Regions from separate parts of the Mus musculus genome. Here region 1 is linked to region 2. Evidence: chromatin contacts called from public HiChIP or PLAC-seq data. All regions are on one chromosome and are shown on one strand. The core of a region is the stretch at or near the end of the contact, and the rest is flanking DNA. Distances in the headings are between cores, read along the strand shown. Region 1 has its middle 44 kb from the start of Gm32018. Region 2 overlaps Slc9a9 (solute carrier family 9 (sodium/hydrogen exchanger), member 9).

Region 1 (3,744 bases), core at 620-3,119, 400 kb before region 2:
CTTATGATTCCAAATGTTTTGTATAATTGAGAACTGTGTAAGAAATTGACAAAATTTAGTGACTTTCCACCACCCTCTTTCTCTCTCTCTCTCTTTCTTTCTTTCTTTCTTTCTTTCTTTCTTTCTTTCTTTCTTTCTTTCTTTCTTTCTTTCTTTCTTTCTTTCTTTCTTTCTCCCTTCCCTTCCCTTCCCTTCCCTTCCCTTCCCTTCCCTTCCCTTCCCTTCCCTTCCCTTCCCTTCCCTTCCCTTCCCTTCCCTTCCCTTCCCTTCCCTTCCCTTCCCTTCCCTTCCTTTTTCCCTTCCCTTCCTTTTTCCCTTCCCTTCCCTTCCTTTTTCCCTTCCTCCTTTTTCCCCTTCCCCCTTCCTCCTTTTTCCCTTCCTCCTTTTTCCCTTCCCTCTTCCCTTCCCTCTTCCCTTCCCTCTTCCCTTCCCTCTTCCCTTCCCTTTTCCCTTCCCGCCCTCCCCCTCCCTCCCTCCCCCCCCCCTCTCTCTCTCTTTCTTTCTTTCTTTCTTTCTTTCTTTCTTTCTTTCTTTCTTTCTTTCTTTCTTTCTTTCTTTCTTTCTTTCTGTTTTTCGAGACAGGGTTTCTTTGTATAGCCCTGGCTGTCCTGGAACTCACTTTGTACACCAGACTTGCCTTGAACTCAGAAATCCGCTTGCTTCTGCCTCGAGAGTGCTGGGATTAAAGGCATTCACCACCACACCTGGCCCCTTTTTCTTTCAGAGACAGAGGCCAATGCTCTCTGTACTTGGTAGCTTTTAACAACTTGCTGTGTGTACTAAAGCCCTGACTGCAACAGAATATTGACTGAATGTGGGTATTCGTGCCCAAACATTGGTGAATTTGGAGCAATATCCCTAAGACTGATCAGCACATATTAGGTCACAGAGACCAAAGGTACTCATAACCCAAGGACTGTGTTTGGAAATACTGCAAAAATGTGCTGTGAGGTTGTACACATAAAACTGCCGTTTCTAGCCCATAATATGTGCTGCTTATATAGGCTTTCCCATTAACCTTAGCATTTCCTGCCTCAGTCAGGGTTTGAATGGGGACATCAAGTATACTTAGATAGGATTTCTTACCTGCCCACATGCTGTGAGATAGAGTCATACTTAGCATGGCATTGTAGAGCTTATGTAGCCAAATAATTGGACTTTTCTCTGTTGAGTTATTTGGCAGATCATAATTCCCTAAGCAAAGGAAAGGCTACACTTATGCATCAGAGCATTAGTTATTGGCTATCAGTTATTAGTTATTAGGATATCAGGTTGACTAAAATATATTAAAAATTATAGCAATGTATTAAAATTATAGTAGATTGAAGATTTCCTGTGCAACATTTCTACCACCATTTCCTTTTATTTGTTGTGGTTTCATGAGCGAGTGGGAGGGAATGGCTTTGTCACAATCATGGAGTGACAACTTGAATATGCATCAGATATACACTGGCACTTCTGCTGAAGAGCCAAAGCCAGTAGCTATTAGATCATAAATTCCTCTGAAGTTTGGCTGAACATGTGCTGGGCACATTTAAGAGTTGACCAAAACCTTACACATAAGTGCAACAAGCACCTCCCACCTATATGAAGAGAAGATTAGAGATCCAGTGGCTTGATAGAGGCCCTCGATATGGGAAAGAAAGGTTTGGCTTTTTTTTTTCTGTGTGGTGTGTGTGTGTGTCTTCCCATGGCACTGACACGGTTCTATGAATGTTAGCTAGGTAGTATGAATGTCTATTTTGTGTTGTCCTTCTATTTTAACTCTAACTCCAGAAGAGGCATGGATGATACACAAGGGGCCGTGAAAACAAAGTTGCCCACTCTCCGTGCCTTCCAGGGCTAAGCGGAAGGGGCAGAGCTTGGTTTGTTGAAGTACAGGAAGCTGAGCACTGACATGCGTGAGGCTGATTTTTTTTTTTTTGATGGAAACTAGCCTGGGTCAGAGAGTGGACTTTCATTATTAAAAACAAGCTTATTTGTGTGGCTGACAGGAACTGGAAACTTTTCATCTGTTGAGTTGTGGTCCAGGGGCAGAGAAGGAAGGCTTGATGGGGGAAATATGTAGGCAGTAGATAAAGGAAAATACAGTTGTTTCTAATTTGAGTGATGCCTGGTGCAGACTATACAGCAAGGTGGCTGAGTATCTGGGTGTCTAAGGGGGAAATGGAAAGGAAATTGTCTGCTCCGCTCTTTGTATCTCAGCAGTGGGCCTTAGGAAATACTGCCTCAGTTGAGCTAAATCTGACATCACATTCCTGTGACTCTAGCACTCAGGAAGCCAAGGTAGGAGAACTTCTGTGAGTTCAAAGCCAGCCTGAACTGGTATATGGAATACCAGGTCAGAATATGTTACACAGCAAGACCTAAATTAGAGAAGAGCATCAATGGGGGTAGGGAAGATGTGAAGGGAAGGAGAGGAGGAGAAAACAGAAGAGAAAAATTATGATCTTAGTATTCTTAGGCATGCCTGGAAGTTTTGTTCCCAAGCTGTTACCTCACTTGACACTTCTTTCCTTGGATTAAGAAACACACTCCGCAAGACCAATGGGCCTCTCTTTCCACTGATGGCCGACTAGGCCATCTTCTGATACATATGCAGCTAGAGACACGAGCTCTGGGGGTACTGGTTAGTTCATAATGTTGTTCCACCTATAGGCTTGCAGATCCTTTTAGCTCCTTGGATACTTTCTCTAGCTCCTCCATTGGGGGCCCTGTGATCCATCCAATAGCTGACTGTGAGCCTCCACTTCTGTGTTTGTTAGGCCCCAGCCTCAGTACAGGGGAAATGCCAGGGCCAAGAAGTGGGAGTGGGTGGGTAGGGGAGTGTGGGGGGTATGGGGGAGTTTAGGGATAGCATTGGAAATTTAAATGAAGAAAATACCTAATTTTAAAAAAAAGAAAAATGAAACACACTCCACATGCCTATAATCCCAGCACTTGGGAGGCAGGGGCAGGCTGATTTCTGAGTTCGAGGCCAGCCTGGTCTACAAAGTGAGTTCCAGGACAGCCAGGGCTATACAGAGAAACCCTGTCTCGAAAAAACCAAAAAAAACAAACAAACAAACAAACAAAACAAAACAAAACAAAACAAAAACACCCTTTCTCCCTTTGCCTCTGGGAAGTTGTTAATTGAAACAGAAATATTTCCTGAGCATTACCTGTTCAGGATGTCTGTTTTATTGGGGGGGGGGCATTGATAATTGGATAGGCGATGGGATCAAGTCATCATTCCTGCTCAGAAACCTTTGGTGACTCTCCAAGGTCGATGTGCTCAAGTCTGGAAAAGCAGTGTGGCATGCAAGGCGAGGTAGAATTGCCTCTGCTCTTCGGGCCTGGGATGCTTTGTCCCTGCCTCATACATTAATCACACACATCTTGTGGAGTCTGTGATGTTCTGTCTGTCCTGTTCCCATTGTGCTGTCCTCTTCATCAATAATCAGCTGGGACCTGGGTGTGGAGGTATGTACCACTAATCTAAACTACTCCAGAGGCTGAGGCAGGAGGAGATTATCAAGTTAGAGGCCAGTCTGGGCTACATTTGAGACCTCATCTGAAAACAAAAATAGCTGACCCACTGGGCTGGCTTCTGATATCCCCTTTTATATAAAGTCTTCCTTCAGCATCCCAACTGATGCCTCCTACCCTTATTGCTGCTAAATGCCGAAAGCTGCTCCAGGATAAGATGGCTTTATGTGCCTGCAATTAGAGGGAGAGTGGGGAGAGATTTAGGGAGTGAGAGCT
Region 2 (4,010 bases), core at 1,431-3,930:
TATATATTTTAATTATATTACTATATAATATCACTATATATATTATATAATATTACCATATATATGTATATGTATGTATCTAATAGTTAAAGAAAAAGGTATGCATTTTAGTGGGAAGCGGGTATGAGAGAGGTTGGAGAGAGAAGAACTGGGGGGAGGTTATAACTGTATTTTAATCAAAAATGAAATTGAATAATCTTGTTTAAAGAAGCTGATTGCTTGTGGATTAAAGCTGTAAAAAAAAACTGCTTTATGAAAAAAAAGAGACAAGGAGAATGGGGACTTCTGCTATGTCTGTGCCAAGGACAGAGGAACCCGCCCCCTCTTTTCTGAGCACTGTTGTTTCTCACCCCTCCTGCTGCTGTCCTCAGCAGTCCTGGAATATGCCATCACACCTGTCATTGTCCTCTTTAAACCCAAGAAGACTCCTTACCCCTTCTGGAAGTTCTCTTATAGCTTAAGAATCTGCATGAGAAAGGAGAATTTCTGGAATTCAACCAAACGCAGTTAGTTAATTCCAGATCAGCAAGTACAGGGTATCTTACAAAAATACAATAATTTTGGAGTAAGGCCCTAAACTCTACATTTTTATATTGTCAGGAGATAGTCCGGTCCTTGCAGTGAACTTCAAGAAGCAAGCTTTGACCAAGGTCAATTCACATTTGCTGCAGCTTGGCCTTAACCTTGGGTAGCCCTCAGATGAGACCCCTGCCTTGTTCTTGATTCTTGGGTGGGGACAACACATTTCTTTTGTTTCCTTTCTTTATTTCTTATTTTTAATCAATGTTTCTTGCTAATGTTAAGGGAATTTAATGTTAAGGGAATCATTTTTTTTTTCTGTTTCTTCTTCTCTGGCTTTTCTGAATCAACATGGTTCTATGAAATAATTTTTTGTTTCAGAGAACAATTATCATGTAGGACTTTTGAGGCCTTTAATTACCTTTTCTTTTTTCTTAAAAGAAGCAACACTGGTGAGTTAAAAAATTACTTACACAGATTAAGTTAACAATGTATTTTACCATCTAATAGTTCAGTAAAATTTCCCCTCCAAAGAAAGGAAACAATGCCTATCATTTAATTGCTATAAAATTATCATATCATTTTTATCAAAGTGTCATAGGCTCAGAAATTAACAAATGATATAGGCAACTAAAAGTGCCCATTAGATATTTTGAAGTAGACTTTTGTTGTTGTTGTTGCTGTTGTTGTTGTTTTGTTTTTGTTTTTCAAGACAGGGTTTCTCTGTATAGCCTTGGCAGTCCTGGAACTCACTTTGTAGACCAGGCTGGCCTGGAACTCAGAAATCCACCTGCCTCTGCCTCCCAAGTGCTGGGATTAAAGGCGTGCGCCACCACGCCCGGCTTGAAGTAGACTTTTCTTAATGAGGCTGAGGTTGAAGATGAGATCATATTAGAAAAATTATAATATTCAATAATATTAAAGTTATAATAACTTTCTTAGAAATAAATATCATAAAGCATATACTCTCTGTCAAAACCAATAGGATAAAGCCAAAATTATTTGGAGGAAATTTCATAGCTTTATATAGAGCTTATTAGTAAAAGAAAGATTGATAGTAAGTGGACTGTTACCTTCACAAAGTTAGGCATAAATAAATATAATCAAAATCAGCTAGCATCTGATGCCGATGGTGAGTAAAATATAGAATGGTAAAAGAACGCTTGCTCCATGCCTATCAGGAGCCCAGAGGACCTCAGGTCTGGGCCTCGCCCAGTTTTTTATTATCTGTTTCTGAACATGGTTAGAAAATGAGTGTTTGCCAGGTCCAGCATAGCTTGGATTGGAGAACTTAATGAGGACAGAGTGAGGATGCAGGAATGTCAGGTACACATACAGAGAAGCTGTGGTTTGGTAGCCTGCCTTCTCTCTAATAAAGAATGCCTTCTACACTTGCAACTGGGAAACTGTTTATTATGCACAGCGTATGAAGGAAGGGCTAGCTTATCTCAGCTGGGATGTCTTATAGGGAAGCAGTCTTAGGGGCTCAACATTTGGAATAAGGAGCCTGTGGCTGATTCTCTCAACATCCCCACATGGACTAGAGTAAGGCGTTGTCATTTCCATGGGTCTGCGGCATTGGGGTCCTTGGCATGACTATATACATATCAACAACATCCATTACTTCAGTATTCGGTCTGCTCCCCACCAGTGGTATTGGCCAACGACTTCACATCTTGAAGATTCAGCTTTCACATTTAGATTGCACCAAGATGTTTTTCGGGTTGTTCTAAGTATAAAGCAATATTCTATACATTAAGCTGCTTTCCCAACTAAGCATATAATACAATTCAGTAAATATAAAGTTTTCCTATAAGTATTAGAAGTAGAAGAAATAAAGCAGACATGAAGGGGATGAATAAGTCAGAGAAACTCATTCAAAGGACGAATACAACTGTTTCCACTGAATGGTTTGACAAGACATATGTGCTTAGTACATTCTATGCCCTTAGAGGTCATTTGTTGCCATATTCCCCCCACCCCCTTATTACTGGAACATTGAAAACAGGTTAAGGAGACATTTCTTACTCTTAATAATCCAACCAGTCAATTCATGGTTGCTCTATCCACAATAGCTGAATATGGAAACAGTCTAGATGCCCATCAACTGAAGAATGGGTAAGGAAAACATGATCTGTTTACACAATGGACTATATTACTCAGCTGCTCAGAAAAAGGAAACTTGTGGGTAAGTGGATGAAACTGAAAACAACTCACTAAGTGTCTACTCTAGGTCAAAACCAAAGGGATAAAAACAAAATTATTTGAAGGAAATTTTATAGTGAGCAAGACAACATTAACTCAGAAAGGTAAATGTCACATATATCTATCATTTGCTGGTGTTAGATTTGAATTTTCAGGTATGTGTGCTCTATTGGGAATACCCATAGAGGTTAGGCAATTAGTAAAGGGCTTTCAAGAGAGTGGGGTAAAACCCAGTGATATAAAGATTAAAGGGGTATAATGGAACAGGAAGTGTTAAAGCCAGGTTGGGGATCAGGCAGGGTAAAGGAGGGCAGACAGGAAAGGGTCAGGAGTGGGATAACCTCTTTTGGCCTGTTTGGTCTATGAGTCCTATAGACCTCTAAACATTACAGACTATTGCCAATGCTACTGATTTGATAGTTCGACCCTATTTCTGAAGACAGCCTCTGAATCTCTGAATCACAGAGCTCAGAGAACTCAAGCTTCATCCACATGGACTAGCTTTCATAGTGTTAGAAGGTCCTGTGCATGCGTCCTACTGGAGGAGAAAGGAGTCATCTGTCTTATCCAGCTATGAACTCTGGGAGCCACAGCACTGACTGATCTAACAATACATGCTCACTGGGGCAACAGTGGCATGAACATAATGGGTGTAACCAATCACTCTCTGATTTGATTTAAGCCTGCTCTACAAGGTGAAACCCATTCCTAGACAGGTCATAGTCTCTAGGGGAGAACTTGGTACTATTCTGCTAAACGAACATACTATTAAACTGACTCCTAGTGACTTATCTTCATAAGCCTATATTAATGTGCATATAAACCCTTATCAGAGAAGCTTCTATTTGCAGTAGGTGGTTATTAACACACAGGCTCACAACTGGTCAAGGTGCAGAGAATAAGAAACTGCATATTTCTCACCCCTAAATGGGATGTGCATATGCCAACCCCTTCTCTCAAAGCTCAAGGGCTGAAAGAGGCAGAGATAACTACAAGGTTCAATCCTTTCCTGAACACAGCAGGGCAGCTGCATGTATGAACTTACAGTGGCTGATGGGATGCAAGAGACCTATGCCAGCTAAAGCCATACGAAAGTCTAGCATGGAAAGGAGAGATGGGCACCAAGTCCCACAACTGCATGAGGAGCTATTGGCAATTGAATGCTGCCAGGAGTGGGGGTGGTGGTGGTGGTGGTGGTGGTGGTGGTGGTGGTGGTGGTGGTGGATTTTCTTTAAGAATGCTCTGGTAGAAGGCTACACATTCAAGAATATAAGAACAGCACAAAT

What was found. HiChIP or PLAC-seq counts read pairs in DNA pulled down with a chosen protein or histone mark.
Region 1: a contact with region 2 is called in a BATF HiChIP or PLAC-seq map of CD8 T cells, with 5 read pairs. The contact joins two enhancer-like sites. A contact is called at or near these places in 1 of 15 datasets of contacts at CTCF or cohesin (the NIH/3T3 cell line), 2 of 115 datasets of contacts at active chromatin or transcription factors (CD8 T cells and embryonic stem cells) and 1 of 9 other capture datasets (embryonic stem cells).

What each region holds. Positions count from the first base shown.
Region 1 is chr9:95,352,351-95,356,094 of GRCm38.p6, reverse strand. No RefSeq gene overlaps it. Among named protein-coding and RNA genes, the nearest start is that of Gm32018, 44 kb to the right of the region's middle. Within about 2 kb of position 1,869, at least 22 of the 459 cell types and tissues checked have an H3K27ac peak or open chromatin away from gene starts, as enhancers often do. A contact at or near this core is called in CD8 T cells, where this site is marked.
Region 2 is chr9:94,951,216-94,955,225 of GRCm38.p6, reverse strand. All of the region lies in intron 8 of Slc9a9 (solute carrier family 9 (sodium/hydrogen exchanger), member 9), which reads right to left. Among named protein-coding and RNA genes, the nearest start is that of Mir7656, 200 kb to the right of the region's middle. Within about 2 kb of position 2,680, at least 8 of the 459 cell types and tissues checked have an H3K27ac peak or open chromatin away from gene starts, as enhancers often do. A contact at or near this core is called in CD8 T cells, where this site is marked.